Regions from separate parts of the Mus musculus genome. Here region 2 is linked to region 1. Evidence: chromatin contacts called from public Hi-C data. All regions are on one chromosome and are shown on one strand. Each heading gives the region's core, a stretch centred on a gene start, on an enhancer-like site or on the middle of the called end of the contact. The rest is flanking DNA. Distances are from core to core; before and after follow the strand shown. Region 1 has its middle 29 kb from the start of Veph1. Region 2 has its middle 250 kb from the start of Gm35236.

Evidence for each region. A called contact is a pair of places that touch in the nucleus more often than the background predicts.
Region 2: a Hi-C map of cerebral cortex shows a contact between it and region 1, with 2.3 times the contacts expected there. The contact joins two enhancer-like sites. A contact is called at or near these places in 1 of 15 datasets of contacts at CTCF or cohesin (the NIH/3T3 cell line) and 1 of 484 Hi-C or Micro-C datasets (cerebral cortex).

The regions. Positions count from the first base shown.
Region 1 is chr3:66,323,261-66,328,285 of GRCm38.p6, forward strand. No RefSeq gene overlaps it. Among named protein-coding and RNA genes, the nearest start is that of Veph1, 29 kb to the left of the region's middle. Within about 2 kb of position 2,416, at least 36 of the 459 cell types and tissues checked have an H3K27ac peak or open chromatin away from gene starts, as enhancers often do. A contact at or near this core is called in cerebral cortex, where this site is marked.
Region 2 is chr3:66,648,331-66,653,355 of GRCm38.p6, forward strand. No RefSeq gene overlaps it. Among named protein-coding and RNA genes, the nearest start is that of Gm35236, 250 kb to the left of the region's middle. Within about 2 kb of position 2,496, at least 33 of the 459 cell types and tissues checked have an H3K27ac peak or open chromatin away from gene starts, as enhancers often do. A contact at or near this core is called in cerebral cortex, where this site is marked.

The sequences.
Region 1 (5,025 bases), core at 1,166-3,665:
GGAATAAAACTAATGCATAATTTCAGAAGAAATAACATCCTTACACTGATGAAATTGTCTATCCTTGATCATGTCCAATCTCCAAATTACTTCTGTCTTCTTTAAAGCTTTCTGGTACACCATGTTTTCACTTACAGCTTGCGTTTTCTTTTGCTAGATACTTCATTTTAGCTGTCATCAAGAATATATGTTGATCAGAGTTTTTTGAAGAAGGCAACATTGTCATCTAAGAGGGTAAACACACATCCTAGGACGTAATAATGGCAGTTCTTGGCCTATGCTCCTGAGATGTGCTTACCATGACACCAGGAAACATAACAGAAGCATTGCTCATAACATTAAACATCAGTACAAACTAAATGCCCAGTGGCAACCTAGTAGGCAAATGACTGTGGTATATTCCTTGTAATAGTGAATATATGTAAAATGACCAAATTTATACTTATTAACTTGTGTTTACATTAAAATCATACTGTCAAATGAAAGGGCTGGGGAGATAGCTCAGCACTTTCCAAGCAAGCATAAGGACTTGAGTTCAACAACCAAAATCCATGTGGCAGTCCTGGGCATGGTGGCACAGCTTGCAATCTGGGGCTGGGGCTACTGAGGAAGTGGATCACTAGAGAGCCTGCCTCGCCTGATGGGTGAGCTCCAGGAGGATGATAGATCTGGTCTCAAAAGAAAAAAGGAGGAAGAGCAGGGCATGGTGGTGCACACCTTTAATCCCAGCACTCAAGAGGCAGAGGCAGGCAGATCTCTGTGGGCTTCGGGCTAGTCTGGTCTACATCCCAGTTCCAGGACAACCAGGGTCGCACAGAGAGTCCCTGTTTCAAAACAAAACAAAACAAAACAAAACAAAACAAAACAAAACACAAAACAAAAAACCCAATCTTCCCTCCCAAAGAAAAATCCACCAAAGGAGGATAACTCGTAAATGGGAACACTGAAAGCTGACATCTGGTCTTTGTACACAAGGATACACACACATAGACAAACAAACAAACAAATGAACCAAAGACCAAATCGCAGGAAATCTTTTGGCACCACTGCACATTCTAAAATATGAATACTTTTTATTTCTTAGTTAGTTGGAGGGGATGTTTGTACACACATATAGTTGCATGTGTTTTATATGTATCCTTTATAATGAAATCTTGCTACAAAAATAATCAAACTTTTCCTATTTGAACACTACTTCATGATGGTGTATTAGCACCTACAAAGCATTTGCTAGACCAGGTTTCTCATCTTGTGTCTTGGTGTTTGCTGAGGTAATGATCCCAGTGACAGGCCCTTTGCTTGTGTAATGTGGCTTTTAAAACTCACACTTTCTTGCTGATATTAGTAAGAGATTTGTGGAGTCTTGCAGGATGCCACAGAAATCCCTGTCTGGAAGTGATGGCAGCATTGAGTGACAGGATGTGTCACTAAAATACAGTGTGCAAATAATTTTTAAGGGGGCTGGAGAGGTAGCTCAGCTGTTGAGAACACTGAATACTCTTCCAGAGGTCCTGAACTCAATTCCTAGCAACCACACGGTGGCTCATAACCATCTGTAATGGGATCCGATGCCCTTTTCTTGTGTGTTTGACGACAGGTACAGTGCATTTATACAAAATCAATCAATCAATCAATCAATCTTGGAAAACAGTGATATCCTTGAGCCTTGGATGCTTTCTTTTCCTGATCTTATGCTGGTGAGCTTTTCCCAGCTTACAGGACAAATGACAGTGAAATGAACGATACATATCAGGCCTTTCTTTTATGGCCACTCTCTCTGTATATACTTTATTACTCCATTTTCTGCTTCAAATTTTCTATCTCAATATCCACACACACAGGATTGGTTCATAGTCTGAGCTGAAGGAGATTTTTCTGATCCAAATATTCGAGTTTTCATTCAGTTTAACTGCTGCCACTTAAAGCCCCTTTATAAATTTCACCAAATGCATTCACTATATGTGTTACTAAATATAGAGCACCTTTTCTTTAATTTTCCTTTGATTCGCTCTCATTATCTTAATCTTAAAGAAATACTCATGAAACTGTGGGCATGATGCATTATTCCTGGTTTTTCTAATACTCCTGAAAATAGAATTGTGTTATGAACATCCGTAAAAGTCACATTTCTTCATAAACTGTATTTGACCTACAGTCATTCTCACTTCACTTGAGAAAAATCTGATCGAACTTAGAGTGGCACCCCTCCCTCAAATAAATAACAAAGCAAAACAAAAAACCCAACTGTTCCCCTGCTCTCCAGTAGGGCTTACTGAATGGCAAGGCAGCCTGCAGCCAGCTCTAGCCTCGATGCTCATGGGCCTGCCAATCTCTCCTTTTGTCTGTAGACCGCTCCCTTTGGGGTTTGCTTACTGCCCTTTGTTTAGGACTGCCATCTTTCTGTTGCTGGGCTCCCTCTGAAAGGTGGGTGAATTTATGCCCTGGGAACCCAGCCTTCCCACAGCTGCAGTGCCAGCCGGGCAGCTCAGATACAGCAGCTGAGCAGACCTACCCGAATGGTAGTCAGTCCCTGTTTGTACATGGGCCAAGTCACTGGGGCATGTGTGACTGTGTTCAGAGTAGGCTGTCTGCCTCCCCATCAACCTCTTGTCAATAACAGGGGGAGAGCAGACTTCTGTGACAATCCAATTTGCACTTCTCCTCTGTGATCATCTGCCACTTGGACGTAATTGATTTATATTCTTTAGCCAACTCTCTGGCTTGGGCATTCTTGGTCTATTAAGTCCCGATTCCTTCTCAGTGGCATGGGGCATTTCTTACAGCGTTTGATTAAAGATGCCTTTCTTTCCTTCCCCTCATCCTTTTTTTCCCTTCATTCTTTTCAGGCTAAGATGGTTTGGGTATTTCCAGAAGGCTGCCATCGTCTTTTAGTGACACATGTGTCTATGACGCCACTGGCAGGGCCTTCCCCTTGCATGGCTGAGTCTATTAAGAGCTAGTGAAGCCTGAAAGGAAGAATCAATGTTTCATTTGCATCAGAAGGCTCCACATAGCATCACATCCTGCTGGACACAGGCTGGACAGCACCTTAATGTTAATCAGCTTTATTCGACATTGAATTTTTCAGGATAGCTATTTTGAAACCCACAAATGTTAGCTCTGGCCCTGCCCCCTGTTCTAAGACACTCGTCTGCCCTTTTGCCAGACTGTACAATTTGACACTCTTGTTCAGCGACTTCTCGCTCATTAAACTGATCAAGATACAAAACTTGTTAGTTAATTTTTCATGCACTTGAGGGATCTGGTTGCATATTTTAATGATCTGCTCTCAGAATGTGCTGATCAAACTGCATATTTTGTTGATTCGCTGTGACATAGCCTTAACTACAGAGATGCTTGTGCGGGGTCCTGGTTGATGTGAGCTGCATCCGGGAAGCGCTGAGCAGAGACTGTGTGTGCTAATTGAGCTGTGCGGCTCCACAGAGGCGTTGACACATTCTTTGCTGATTGATCTGAATAATAACCATTTGGAAATTTCATATTCCGTATCTCAGGGCTCGGATGATATCAAAACCAATATTTATTTGAGTAACAGTCATCCTAGTGAAACCTTAAGGCTTATTTTTTTTTCATTTCCTTGAGGTTAGATTATGAAAATGGAGGAGACAGGAGAATGCATGCACATAGACAGAGAACACACACACACACACACACACACACACACACACACACACACACACAAAGCATGATGGAGACAAAGAAGCCAAGGAGTGAACCTAGACAAGGCCAAAACAGAAGATAATGGCAATACTTAGCTGGCTATTCTAGATCCCATTGCTGCTGAGGCCATAGGTATTAGTCTTGTGCATTTGAAAAGGAAGCTATATATACTATGCTATCTCTGACTACAAAACACTTATCTTAAAGGAAGCATCATGTAGAAATGTAGAAATGTGTGAATGAAGCGTCAGAAAACCCTAGGGATTTCCTCAGAAAGCCAAGGATGGTGGGCTCTTAACGAGACCCATGTGAGTGCTCATGGATCCTAACAAAGCAGGGTCTTTAGACCCCATTTGCTAAATCTATTTAAAAAGACAAAACTGTCAACATCATAGGCATTTTCAGGATTCGAATCATCTAAGGTAGGAATAGCCAGGTTATAACTTTAAAAATAATCACAAGCAAACAAATACAGAGACCTACAACTGGATAATATGCAGAGAATAAGAGAGCTTGGAACACTCAGTCCTAAATGGAATACCTCCATCAAATACCTTCCCTCAGGGCTCAGGGAACTCTGCAGAAGAGAAGGCAGGAAGATTGTAAGAGCCAGTAGGGATGCAAGATGCCAAGGAAACAAGTTGTTCTATGCACAGCAGGACTGATGCAGATATGAACTCAGTCTGCAACAGAATGCACAGGTCTAAGCCAAGTGGGATCTCAGCCATGGGAGGGGAAGTGGCACAAGCCCCCATCCTTAATCCAGACACAATTAAAGTACCACAATTAAAGGCAGGCTCATACTCAGCAGTAGAGAGCCAACACAAAACAAACTCAATGGTATTTTTGGAGAGTTTTGCCCTCAAAATGCCTTGTCTGGGCCTTTTCTTCTTTACCTTACAGGTAATTTGCTTATATACAGTGGTTTCTGTTTTTATGTTTTGATGATTTTTGTGTGTCTGTGAAATGTGTGTGTCTGTCTCTTGTGCTCTTTCTGTTTTTTTCCCTTTGTTCATTTATTTTCATTTATTATTAGTTTTCTCCCCCCTTTTAATATGCTTGTCAGTTCTCTAATGAAAGAAAAGAAGAAATTGTATGGATTTGGGTGGGTGGTGAGTTGGAGAGGTTTTGGGAGGAGGTGGGAGATGGGAACTAATCAGAAAATATTGTATGACAAAAATACCCATTTCCAATAAAAATAATTCCAACCAAGGAAAATTATTTTACATCATATGCAGTGCTTAATATACTACTAAAGCACACTATTAATAAAAATGGAAATATAAAATTGAAGATAGGTTTGAGAGTAGTGGAGTTATCCCTTCCAACAACATGTTTTAGACA
Region 2 (5,025 bases), core at 1,246-3,745, 330 kb after region 1:
GGCTGCAGAGTCGAGGATACAAACTGGGTAGGAAGGCACACATTATGGGGTGACTCTTAGGACGACTTTGGTCAGCTCTCTTACACAAAGAGGAGTGTGACATTTCAGAGATCAAATACTTTCCTGCCCATTTCTGGATAAAGAAGTTTTCTTTAGAATCCTCTTGGAGCTCTCAATATTACTCATTGCCACTACTATATGAACCAAAGTCTTGAGTATTGACATCAGGCTACAATGGTTGTCTGTGGGCTTGCCAATCCTCTCTTTATCCACTCATGTCTGTTCAGGCTACTCACACCCTTGGGCCAATGCTAGATCACAACATGGGAAGGCTCTTCTATCCCTTCCTGCCGTGGCCAATATCCCCATGCTTCTAACAGCAGCTGCTGCAAGACTCCAGGAAGACATTAGGATACTTCAGGATTTGCAATCCTCACTGAGGTGCTAGTAAAATACCAGGTATGCTGAATAGTTTGCTGTCAACTTGTCATGAGCTACATTTATCTGAAAGGAGGGAACCTCAGTTGAGAAAATGCTTCCATAAGACCTGACCATAGGCCAATTTCTAAATCAGAGACTAATGGGAAAGGATCTAACCCACTATAGGTGGTGTCATCTCTGATCTGCTGCTCCTGGATTCTTTAAGAATGCAGGCTGATCAAGCCATGAGGAGCAAGGCCATAAGCAGCACTCCTCCATGGCCTCTGCATCATCTCTTGCCTCCATGTTCTTGCCCTGCTTGAGTCATGTCCTGACTTCCCCCAATGATTGATTATGATGTGGAAGTGTAAGCCAAATAAACCTTTTCCTCCCCAACTTGCTTTTTGGTCATGGTGTTTAATCTCACCCATAGATCCAAACTAAGATACCAGGTGATAAAATACAGTAAGCAGGATACTTCTTCCAGCTCCAAATAAAAGGTTTTTAATTGTATTATTAGCTGAAGAAATATACCAAACATAAGAGGAACCCTTAGCAGATATGAAGCTGCTAATGTTCTGATCTGACTGGTCCCAAGATGTGACCATCCTCTTCATCCTCATCCCTGCTATTCTGGCTGAGCCACGATCTTCATCCTCATCCCTGCTATCCTGGCTGAGCCACGGTCTTCATCCTCATCCCTGCTATCCTGGCTGAGCCACGGTCTTCAACACCAGGCACTGAGCCAGATTCTGCATGCATGGAAGGGTCTAAGGGAGAGGAGTCCTACTCCTAAGGAATTTGTGGACCAAGTGTGAGAATCACAATCACAAATGATGCTGATGCTGTTAAGATGCACAACAGGATGCCTACAGCATGGCAGACACTCAACACCGCTGAGGTGATACTGTTGCATACCACATGCCAACAATCTATTCCTTGGGAAGCCGTTTCAGCTCTTATGGTAATTCCTCCAGTACTTCTTTGATTGACAATATCTCCGCTAAGATGGATATTCCAGAAGGCAGGGATTACAGTGCCTGTTCACCATTGCCCTTCTCCTGGGATCCTGCACAGTGCTTGACGTTGGGAATCTCTATGTGGGGATGAATGAATGAATGAATGAATGAACTAATGTAGACAAATACCAGGGACGAGGTATGGTTGAACCAAGGCCTTGAAGGGTGAGTTTAACAGGTCATGAAAAGGAACAAATGGAAATAAGAAATATGACCCCTGTCCAGAGCACACAAGGCTCTGGCATGCTCCTACCATGGTAGGAAGTTCATTGGCAAATGTGGCTGGGTTGGGCAGAAAATAAAATATAGGAGATCATGGAGAGATTTTAGGTCAGATCAGCACACAAAGTGCCTTGGCATACCAGGACTTTTTCCTGGAGGCAAAGGGGAATTGGCTGGTTTCTGTAAATAAGACGTAACAGAGTTAACCAGCTTCATTTTTTCCTTGGTGATAACCAACAACAGGGTAGAAAATGAATTGAAGGTTTCCTGGACCTGGGCCAAACTCTCCGAGGCCTTCTCCCACTGTTTCAGCCTAACCCTTGCTGTCTCTTTAATATTTTACAGTGTCTGGCAGATTTATGATTGTTTTAGTTATCGCGAAGTTTATCTCCCTCTGACACCTGGGGAGGCGTCACGTCACTCTGCCTCTATAGCCTCAGCACATCCTGAAATGAAGAATAAGCAGGAGGAGCGGCCGGGGCCGGGCCTCTTCACTGGAGGCCTTTGAGCAGCCTCTGCACAACCAGACCTTGTGAAGACACACACCAACTCATCAGTGCTTGCAGCAGGATCGACGCAAGCGTGTTGCTACTGGCACAAACACAACCACCTGGACACATCCCAACTTCTACACAGGCCAGAGAGCCAGGCCCACTCACTTCCCACAGAACTGCAGACAGCCCCTTCCACAGAAGTCCATCCAGCTCTCGCAGCGCCTCAACGGGGGAGCTGGGCTCCTGCCATCTTTGGGGCTCCTCGGTGTTTGGGAGGTTATGGGGAGTGGGGGGGCCGCTCCGCGTATTTGATCGGAAGCTGCTCATCTGCTTATATCAACACCTTCTTCAAACCGGTCCTGCGAGGAGTCCACAACCTCTGCCTGCTGATCAGCTGAGAGAGAGCTGTTTAGAGAAGAGCGGTGACAACAGTTCCCTTGAAAGAGGAGCCAAGAAGAAAGAACAGCAAGAAAACAGACAAAGGTGAGCTGGCCAAGATCTTAAAAGAGCCACTGGCACTGAACATAGCCCTATAGGCTTCAAGATTAAAACCATTGTTGTCTAATAAATGGATTTATGTGTGAATTTATGGTTAAAAGACAGGAAATCTCCTTCTACCCAGTAGGGACTCAACACAGCTTTTCTCTGCCAGGTGTCTGGTTATAAAAGTGCATAGCGACAGGCAGGCTCTTCCCAGCCTAAACCCTCAGCCCCAAGGTTTATTGCCCTGAAGGCAGGGCTCAGAGGCGAGCGCGGGGGTGGGGGTGGGGGAACACCGCATGGAGGGGGTTCTCCGTTCCTGAACCCCTTGCACAGGCCCTACCTTTTCCGCTGTCTCTTTTCAAGGCTCCTCCTCCGATCCTGTAATTCCACCCTTTCACCAGCCTGAGCTTCAACTGTTTCTATCAATTTACAATGGTCCCTCAGACATCTGCTGCTCCATTTGTACCAAAAAAAAAAAAAAAAAAAAAAAAAAAAAATCTTAAAAATGAGAGAATGGGAGCCCAGAAATGATTCACAGGCTACTGGAACTAAGGGGGTTTTTGTGGCTACCTTAATTCAAATCAAACTGCGGGTAGGCAACGTAAATACCTTTGCAACTCTTTACTAACAGAAAATTCAACTGCATCTTGAATGTTTACAAAGCAAGTGGGATAGGCAACTCAGGCTTTTTTTTTTTCTTTTTTTTTTTTCTTTTTTTTTCTTTAGCTTTATTTGGCCTGTTTTCTTCTACTAATGAAAATCAGGCATTGGGTGTAATGCTGTTTTGTGTTTATAATAAAACCTCATTAACTCAAATGCAACTAATTTATAACTTGTGATAATTTGGCCACAACAGAGCTGAATTTCCTATGTGCAATATACGATTTTACTAAGCAAATTAATAGCTTAAATCAAATTTTAGAAAGCTTCTTTAACTTCCCCAGACAAATTATCTTTAAGGGCCTTATTAGGAGGTATTCACAGCATAGAAAGAAAAGGAAAATTAAGATTCATTTCTAGTTACAGCTCCCTGGTCCCTTACCTAAAACCCTTAGATGAAGATAAGTTCCACGGAGTTTTTTGAGGCTCTGGAAGTGAATGAAGCATAAAAGTCATCTAGTTTACTCCACTGGAGTTGGGATAAGACCCCAAGTCACGCACTGACACTAAATGAAATGAAACCTATACGTAGCCTTGCACTACATTGCTGCGCTAGCAAATAAATCCAGATGGCTTGGGGTTTTCCAATGAGTGAATTGTGGAATAGCTTCCTCTTTCCAGTATTCTGAGGTGTCACACTGTGGTTGTTGGCCTGTGACACTGTGGGAAATTATCTCTTCAGAAAAAAAAGCAAGCCACTGGGCTAGTTGTCCAGTGTTGATAATGCCACTGGGCTAGTTGTTCAGTGTTGATAATGCTAAAACTGTGATAGTTGTGGTAACTTTGGTCTTCACGTTCTCGGGCAAGTGCTTCTCAGATGGCCAGGCAGTGGCCAATTTCTGCAGCACTGAAAACATGAATGTGAAAGAAGCTTTCTTAATGATCCTTCAATGTGCAGCAAAAATGAAGAATTACACTCAGACATTTGAAAAGCCAGGTTCCAGAGCCTAAAATAGATCCTACATTCCACAAACATTTGTCACAAATGGGTAACCACAAGCCACCTCTAATTCCTAGTCAAGGACTATCCACGCCTGAGGACCCGCTGTCAGTCGTTCTGGGGCACTGCTGCCTAAGTCCTTATAAGCAATAGTGGATAATGAAAGAAAGTTGAACTCCAGCACTCCTCAGAGCTGTTTTTACTTAATTAAATATTGAGTGAGTTTTGGGAGCTAGGCATGGTAATGCATGTCTTTAATCCCAGCTCTTGGGAGACAGAGGCAGGTGGATCTCTGTGAGTTCAGAGACCAGCCTAGTCTATGCTCTACAAAGTGAGCTCCAGAACAGCCAGCCAGTGAGGGCTACACAGAGTAAAGTAACTCTATCTTGCAACTCCCCACACCAGATGCGTCAATTTGGGAACAAGAAAAATTTGCTAAGGATTCTCTCCACTCACTGCTGGGCACAGCTGGGGTCTCCACTAGCTGTGATAGCTTTCTGCGCATGCTGCTGTACCTCATGGTCCTATCTACACCAGCAAGCTTTTCAACTGCCGTGGAATTAAGCTAAGCACAAAGAACTATGAACTCACTAATATTTCTTTCTCTTGACCAGTTTCTTACTATCTGAGAAGCAAGCCTGTGAAAATTGCTGGCTGTATACTGTTTATCTGTTTATACATTCTTTTTTGAGTCCAATTTTATGTTCCAGACACGCTAGTAAGATATTATTTCATGTGAATTTTTAATGTCTTCTTTTTTTTGTAAGTTTTGCAGAGATTTTTCAAT